Linked DNA regions of Mus musculus: region 2 is linked to region 1. The links are chromatin contacts, called in public HiChIP or PLAC-seq maps. All regions are on one chromosome and are shown on one strand. The core of a region is the stretch at or near the end of the contact, and the rest is flanking DNA. Distances in the headings are between cores, read along the strand shown.

Evidence for each region. HiChIP or PLAC-seq counts read pairs in DNA pulled down with a chosen protein or histone mark.
Region 2: an H3K27ac HiChIP or PLAC-seq map of embryonic stem cells shows a contact between it and region 1, with 4 times the contacts expected there. The contact joins two enhancer-like sites. A contact is called at or near these places in 4 of 115 datasets of contacts at active chromatin or transcription factors (embryonic stem cells and pancreatic cancer cells) and 1 of 9 other capture datasets (embryonic stem cells).

Annotation. Positions count from the first base shown.
Region 1 is chr1:6,446,737-6,450,321 of GRCm38.p6, forward strand. No RefSeq gene overlaps it. Among named protein-coding and RNA genes, the nearest start is that of Alkal1, 89 kb to the left of the region's middle. Within about 2 kb of position 1,530, at least 8 of the 459 cell types and tissues checked have an H3K27ac peak or open chromatin away from gene starts, as enhancers often do. A contact at or near this core is called in embryonic stem cells, where this site is marked.
Region 2 is chr1:7,125,017-7,128,342 of GRCm38.p6, forward strand. All of the region lies in intron 2 of Pcmtd1 (protein-L-isoaspartate (D-aspartate) O-methyltransferase domain containing 1), which reads left to right. Among named protein-coding and RNA genes, the nearest start is that of Pcmtd1, 38 kb to the left of the region's middle. Within about 2 kb of position 1,530, at least 17 of the 459 cell types and tissues checked have an H3K27ac peak or open chromatin away from gene starts, as enhancers often do. A contact at or near this core is called in embryonic stem cells, where this site is marked.

The DNA of each region.
Region 1 (3,585 bases), core at 280-2,779:
TGCCTGGAAGATACTCTCCAACCTATCCAACTACCAAGTAGGCATTTCAAGAAGCCCAGAGTTCTCGCTTTCAGTGATTCTGCTGTTTGTCTTACTGTCTTAATTTGGACGTCTATCCCTGTGAAGAGACACCATGACCAAGGCAATTCTCATAAATGAAAAAAAATATTTGGGGCTGGCTTACAGTTTCAGAGGTTTAGTCCATTATTGCCATGGCAGGAGACAAAGCAGTATTGAGGCAGATGTGTTGCTGGAGAAGGAGTGGAGAGTTCCACATCTTGATCCACACGCAGTAGGATATTGTGATTATTACTTCCTGTTAATTTTCTTGTTAGAGGTGGAATTATGTTTGCATAGGTTTGTTAAAAGATTACTTTCTTGCTTTTTCTAGAGTGTAGTTTCCCTTTTTGTGTTGGTGTTTGCTATCTATTATCCTTTGTAGGGCTGGATTTGTGGAAAGATATTGTATAAATTTGGTTTTGTCATGGAATATCTTGCTTTCTCCATCTATGGTGATTGAGAGTTTTGCTGGGTATAGTAGCCTGGACTGGCATTTGTGTTCTCTTAGGGTCTGTATGACATCTGCCCAGAATCTTCTAGTTTTCATGTGTAACCTTATTTGATGTGTGAAGAATACTGTCGTAATGACCAAACAAGTGTCAGGCAGACACAAGGAACCCTCCTTACAATCCATAATCAAGTTAGACTTGCACCAGCCATCAGAGCAGACTCTGCCTCACTATTTTGTGTCACTGCCTTTCCTCTCTCTACAGATGCAACTTGCTTGCATTGTGAGGTGGAACTTTCTGACCCATTTTTGGTTCTGACTGTGATCACAGTCTAAACTTGCAAATAAAGATGTGTGAAACTAGATTGGGTATTGTTTTTCCCATTAGATGTAGCTGTGTTTAGAAAAGGGAATAGCTGCCATACAAATAATTATCCTCAATTAAATAATACATATCGATTAAAAATTCAATCAAAGACATGGGTATTGGGAAAGGGAGAAGTTTGTTAAATGTCAAGTTCTTGCACCCCCTGAACCTCGGTGCAAGGAAGGCAGGGCTGAAAGGAGGGGATTGTGTCTTCTCCAGGAAATGTCTGAAGTTTTGTTGGATATACAACCGCTGCAGGTGTGAATAATTCATCTTTTGTTTCAGTCCTGAATGCAGTCCAGGAGTCAGCTCTTTACAAAGCCTCATCTCACTTACTGTGAAAATTGTGACCAGGTGCCCTCAGTCTGAGTAATTAAAAAGCTCCAAGGCAGCAAAAGCCCCTCCTTGAAAGACAATGACAAGCTTGTTATCAAAGAGACCCAGGAGATGAGGAAACACTAAACTATGTTTACAAGGCAGAATTTTCAGGTTTTCATCAATAAAAAGCTTATGTACTCCAGTTATGTGACCTTGCTCTGGGTATACTGGTCAGCGGTCAGTCCCTTTTGTTCTGAGAGATGACTTTAGACAGGCTGGTGCCTGGAGTAGGTGGGCCTGTTCAGGGTATAGAAGTGCTCCTGATGTCCCTTTAGGCAACATGCTCCAGCAGTGCCTCGCAATCTCCTTAGACAATGTGGCTTTACTGTCTGCAGGCTCTTCAGAGCTGAATTTTACCTAAGCAAATGAAGCCATCTGTCTACCCTAAAGTTTTCCTTTGTTCTGTAGTGTAGTGGCTTCATAGGAAAATGAGTAAGTGTTCAGCTGCTTCTAGAGAAACAAGAAACCTTGCTTTCTTCCAACCCCTTGCAACCCCTCCTCTCTTTTCAATTTTATCTTTAAAAGAAATAGCTAATTTACAACTCAAAGGTAAAGAGAAGTCTATAGGGTTTACGTTGAGCAGGCTTATTAAAGAGCAAAGCTAGGATTTCATGATTAGTTTTAAAATATTTTTTGCTCAAATATTTCATTGGTTTTGGTTGGCTTATTCAAATTTTAGATTGTTGTACAACTTAAAAATACTAGGAAAAGCCTTTTTGTTGCATCTCTTCCCTACCTGCCTTGCTCATGGGGAGACTCTAACCTCATGCCAGCTCTGCACCTCAGTTGTACTTCTAGTCCAAACCTGTTTAAAATCTTACTTACCCATAAATTTACAAACCAATACAAGGACAATTAAACATGTAAATAATTGTTTTCTGTGCTTTGTGTGGCAAATTGAATGTGCTTTTCCCAGGAATAACACACAGGTGAAAGAATGAGAACCAGACCTTGTGGGTCCCCCTGTAGAGCCTATGTCATTGGAGTCCTTGTGGCTCCATTGTCAGGTACAAACAATACAAAAGGGCAGGCAAAAGCCAGTGTGCCTCAGGAACTTGTAAATTGGGTTCTGCTGTCTAAAAGGAGTTATTTTCTTTACCTTTGGTGAAAAGGATATAATGGCTCTCCAATTAGCATTTCAAATCCATAGATAGCATCTTAGGCCTCACCTTCTCTCCTGAGGCCAAACCCCTTCAGGTCACAGGCTTCCTTCCTCACAGCGCCTCATCCTTCTAACCTGGCTCCTCTCTAGGCTCTTGCTCCTGCTCTTCTTGCTGTGCTTTCTCTCTACTCTATCTACTCCCCCCTCCCCTCTAGGAGATAACCCTGGCCACGTCTAGTGTGCTGGTCACATTCGGTCCAACTCTTACTCTCTCCACTGTGGACTCTTCCAGATGTGGCTGTTCTCACACCTAACATAAAACTTTACCATACCATGCATCAGTCATCTTGTTAGTTTACTCATCCATAAGTTGAGTGGAGGAGGCAGTGGCAGTACTAGCCAAATGAAAAGCAAGACTGTTTCTATTTTGTGATTAAAATTAGCTTTGAATCAATTTTGGTTAGACACTTATCTTCATTTTAAAGAAAAATCCTAAAAAATGCAATCTTTAGAGATGTTATTAGAATCTAATTCTATTTGAAACCTAGTTTATTTTGATAACAGGCACGAACACAAGCTGGTAGTATTAGTTCATGACTGTAGAATAATTACCTAGAAAAGTGTTGTTAGTGAAATGCCTTTTGCTGGGTATGCTTGTACACACTTTTAATTGTGGCACTCTGAAAGTAGAGGCAGCAGGACTGAAAGCCCCAGGCTGGCCTAGGCTTTGTGACTGAGACTCTGACTCTTCATCTCCCTGAATTAAATTACTCCTAGAAACACCAACATTTAATTGGTTGCTTAAAAGTTTAGGTGTCTAATCTCTGTGTCAACTAAAAATGACAGAGGTGATTTGACACCTTTCTAAAATTATTTAAATTTGTCAACTTTCTAAGGAGAGAATATTCAATTAAAAAGAAAAGCATTTTAAAAGAATTTTTAATGAGATCTTTTGAATTCACCCAGAAATCTTTGTTCTAAAGTTTGTTTATAATGTGTGTGTGTGTGTGTGTGTGTGTGTGTGTGTGTGCGCGCGCGCATGTGAGTGTGTGCAGGTGCACGTGGAAGCCAGAGGACAATCCCAGGAGTTCACCAGGTGCCACCCCAATGCTCTTTTGAGAAAGGGATTTTATTGGCTTGAAACTTGCTAAACAGACCAGTGATGCTGGCTGTACATGAGGGCTAAGGATCTACATGCTTCTGCATACTCAGTCTTGAGATCATACGTGC
Region 2 (3,326 bases), core at 280-2,779, 680 kb after region 1:
TACATCTCCTCCCTGTTATTAATATAAAAAAGAAAGGCTGGACTGAGGCGTAAAACTTATTTATGCTCTATAGTTCTGCCTGATTTCTTTGGCCCTAGTGAAGAAACCTGTCTCAGTGGGATTCCCTAACTTTTCTCATAGTAAACCCTTGTTTGATTAAGACTGTCCTTACTGTCCTAGTAAACATTTTGCAGACCAGCCCTGAGCTGTTGGCTCCGTCTTTTGTAATGCTTAATTAATTACTGAATTGGAAACTTCCTTGCTGAATTCCTACTGAATTCCAAGTGTCGGCTGCTAGATCTTTCTAGGACATTGGAACACTGGCGAAGGCTAAACTATATCAGAATTCAATCTTAAAAGGCACTTATAATAAGATAATACTAAAAGAGAGCATGTGGATCCATACATCAGACTAACACGGGGATAGGGTAAGAATGTACAGGTTATGAGAACGCCAAAGTTCCAGGACGTGAGTTTCCGTGAAACTCTTTTCCTTGTGAGTGCTCTCAGGCCTCGAGGCCTGCCAAGCAAACTTCACTGGAGTGTGCATAGCATTCTGTCTCATTTTTATATTTCTGCCGAAGTTCCGGAATATCCCGCCTTGTCGTAGCTATAGATCTCAGAGGTGCTCTGAAGATGGGTGGAAACACAATGATTTACTAATAAAATAATGGCGATAATAATAGCAATTAGGATAATATATTGAACCCAATCCAGGGGATTCAGTGCACTTAGGTTATCTTTAAATCTCTGGCCAATTCATCAATGTTCCAAGTGTCCAAGTGACTATTGCTAATATCTGAAAATTTTGCCTTTTTAGCTTTAATATATGCTATGTCCTGCTCTATTGTTAAGACTACTACTTCTAAGACATTAACCTTTGCCTCCAAATCTTTACATGGCTCTGTGGTGTACTATCAATAAACCACGGCCTCTTGGCATGTACCTCTGTCTACATTAATATGATTTTGAGATCTGGGTTCCTGTCTTAGACTGCCCGGCCCTCATAGCAAACCTTCATTCCAAATCAGACCAAAAGCCACAATGTGTACTAGAATGCTACTTGCTTGGAGGCAGAGATGCACACCTGTTGAGTCAGGCTGAAGGGCGTTGACTGACCTGCTTGAAAAAACAAGTCCAGACAGTGAAAGGCAACAGTACAAAAGCTTCTTTTGGGGAAGTCCAGGTACTCCATTCAATTGCAAATTAGCAACTATCAAGCTTAGACTTAGAGCTCCAGGTGTGGGGGCGGTGACCTTGAGAATCTCAGAAAGGCTGCAATCTTTCTGGGAGAGGAGGCTGTGCTCTAATTTAACTTTGTAAGTAATTAAGAATATTTTGCTATCTTCTCTGCGATACTCTAATGCTACAATTATTACTAGACCAGTCCAAGATTGAATTAGAATAACCCGTCACATGAGGGAAAGAGAAGAATCACTGATCTTGCTAAGTCAGATTACACAGTATCTGATGTGCTTTTTACCTTAAGGTTAAAAGCTTGAAGCAAGGCAGCTTCACTTGTCTAAACTGGAAAAATGGCAAGCAAGGATGGGTTGAAAGCATGTACCCAATTCAGCTTCCTAGTCACTACAGTCACTACAGTCAGGGAACTGAGCAAACTCACCTGCCAGCTTGTCACACGAATTAGCCATCATACTTCTGCAGCTTCTGTGGAGAGAACCTATGCTTTTCCCTTTCCTAATAAGGCAGCTGTTCAGGATCAAGCCATATGCCAATAAGTAGATCCTTTTAAGATACTATAAGGCATTTATTAAATTCTTAGACATCCAAATTTCAAAATTCTAAAATTTAAAAGTATGATTTAAATAATGTGCATGGGAATGCACTAAATAATATGCACGGGGATATAATTTTCCCCTTCTTTGTTTTTTAAGAAGGCAGTTTTAAAGTTCTACAATACCTTGTCTTGAGAATTAATAATTTGTTGACAAAACATCTCAAATACTTGACTGTTATAGTCAGTATTAATGTAACATGGGCAGTGACTAATTGCACTTTGAGTTGTTTCTCTTAAAGAACGTTTGTAACTAGAAAGCTTGAAAAGTTATTAATAGTCACATGTATCTAATTTATTCAGAAATAAGAGCATTCATTTGCAGCAATTTATTAAGTATGAGTCCTCAAGAAGTAACACAATTATGTGGAAACAGATAGAATCTGAGGACACCAAGAGCAAAGAAGTTGACATGCACAATTTCTAAGAATACTAAAATATTATCTTAAACCATAACATTTTGAATATATAAAGAACGAGATTATATATCCAATCTATCTTATACGTAGGACCTATAGACTGCCTGAGATATAAATCTAGCATGGCATTGCTTTAAAATGTCCAGGCAATCTAGAACAATTTATTAAATGTCTAAAAACAGCCTTTTTGAAAGGACTTTTTAAAAAAAAAAAGCATTTGTATGTGTATAAGCAATTGCAAATTTGAGAATTAATAGCATCTGAGGGACGAACAATCTTAAGCAATTGTGAGCTCTGAGATATAATATTGACTATTAATATACAAATTAAGGTTGATTGTTCAGCATTTTAAAACACCATACACAGCACACAACTTAATTATCTGTGCTGAAGCAGGGGGAAGCTCAAAAGAATAAGCATGTGATCAGATTCACCTCTGCTTATTTCCCATAGAGGGGTTGTTTTTAAACACAAAAATTGGGATGCATGCATGCATACATGAATTTATAGAAGATACAAAAGCATGCATAAAACAATTTTTTAGCTTATCTATTATTATTTAAAATGAAGGTATGCAATAGATCAAATATTAATATTCTGTAATAACCAAATTAATTGCTGTTTGGAACAAGAAACAGACACTTAGTCAGGTTTTTAAGACACATTTTTTGTTATAGTTATCCCAAACTATATGAATTTATCTTATAATTCTTTGTTAACACCACAGTGGCTTAATAGGATGCTTAAACTGTGCTATAAGGTGAATGCCACCTCGGCCTCGCCCTTGAGAGGCATTAGCTAATAAAATACTTTCCACTTAGGAAACAATATACACTGAAAGATTCAAACTCTTAGCTTCTTGATTACAGCTCACTAGAAGCAAAACTCTTTACAAATATCATAATGTAAAGGAAAAAACAAACTATTAAATCTATAATAACTTTATATGAAGTAGGCAAGCCAGATTGTAATGCCTTTATAAATTCTACAGCCCCATTGACCTTTTTTATAACTTAGAATTTAAACTTTATTTAGAACAACATCTGCAAAGGTGCTCTTACAGCTAAAAGGAATTCTCTCCTGAAGGCAGGGAGGGGGAGGTTCTTAGAACT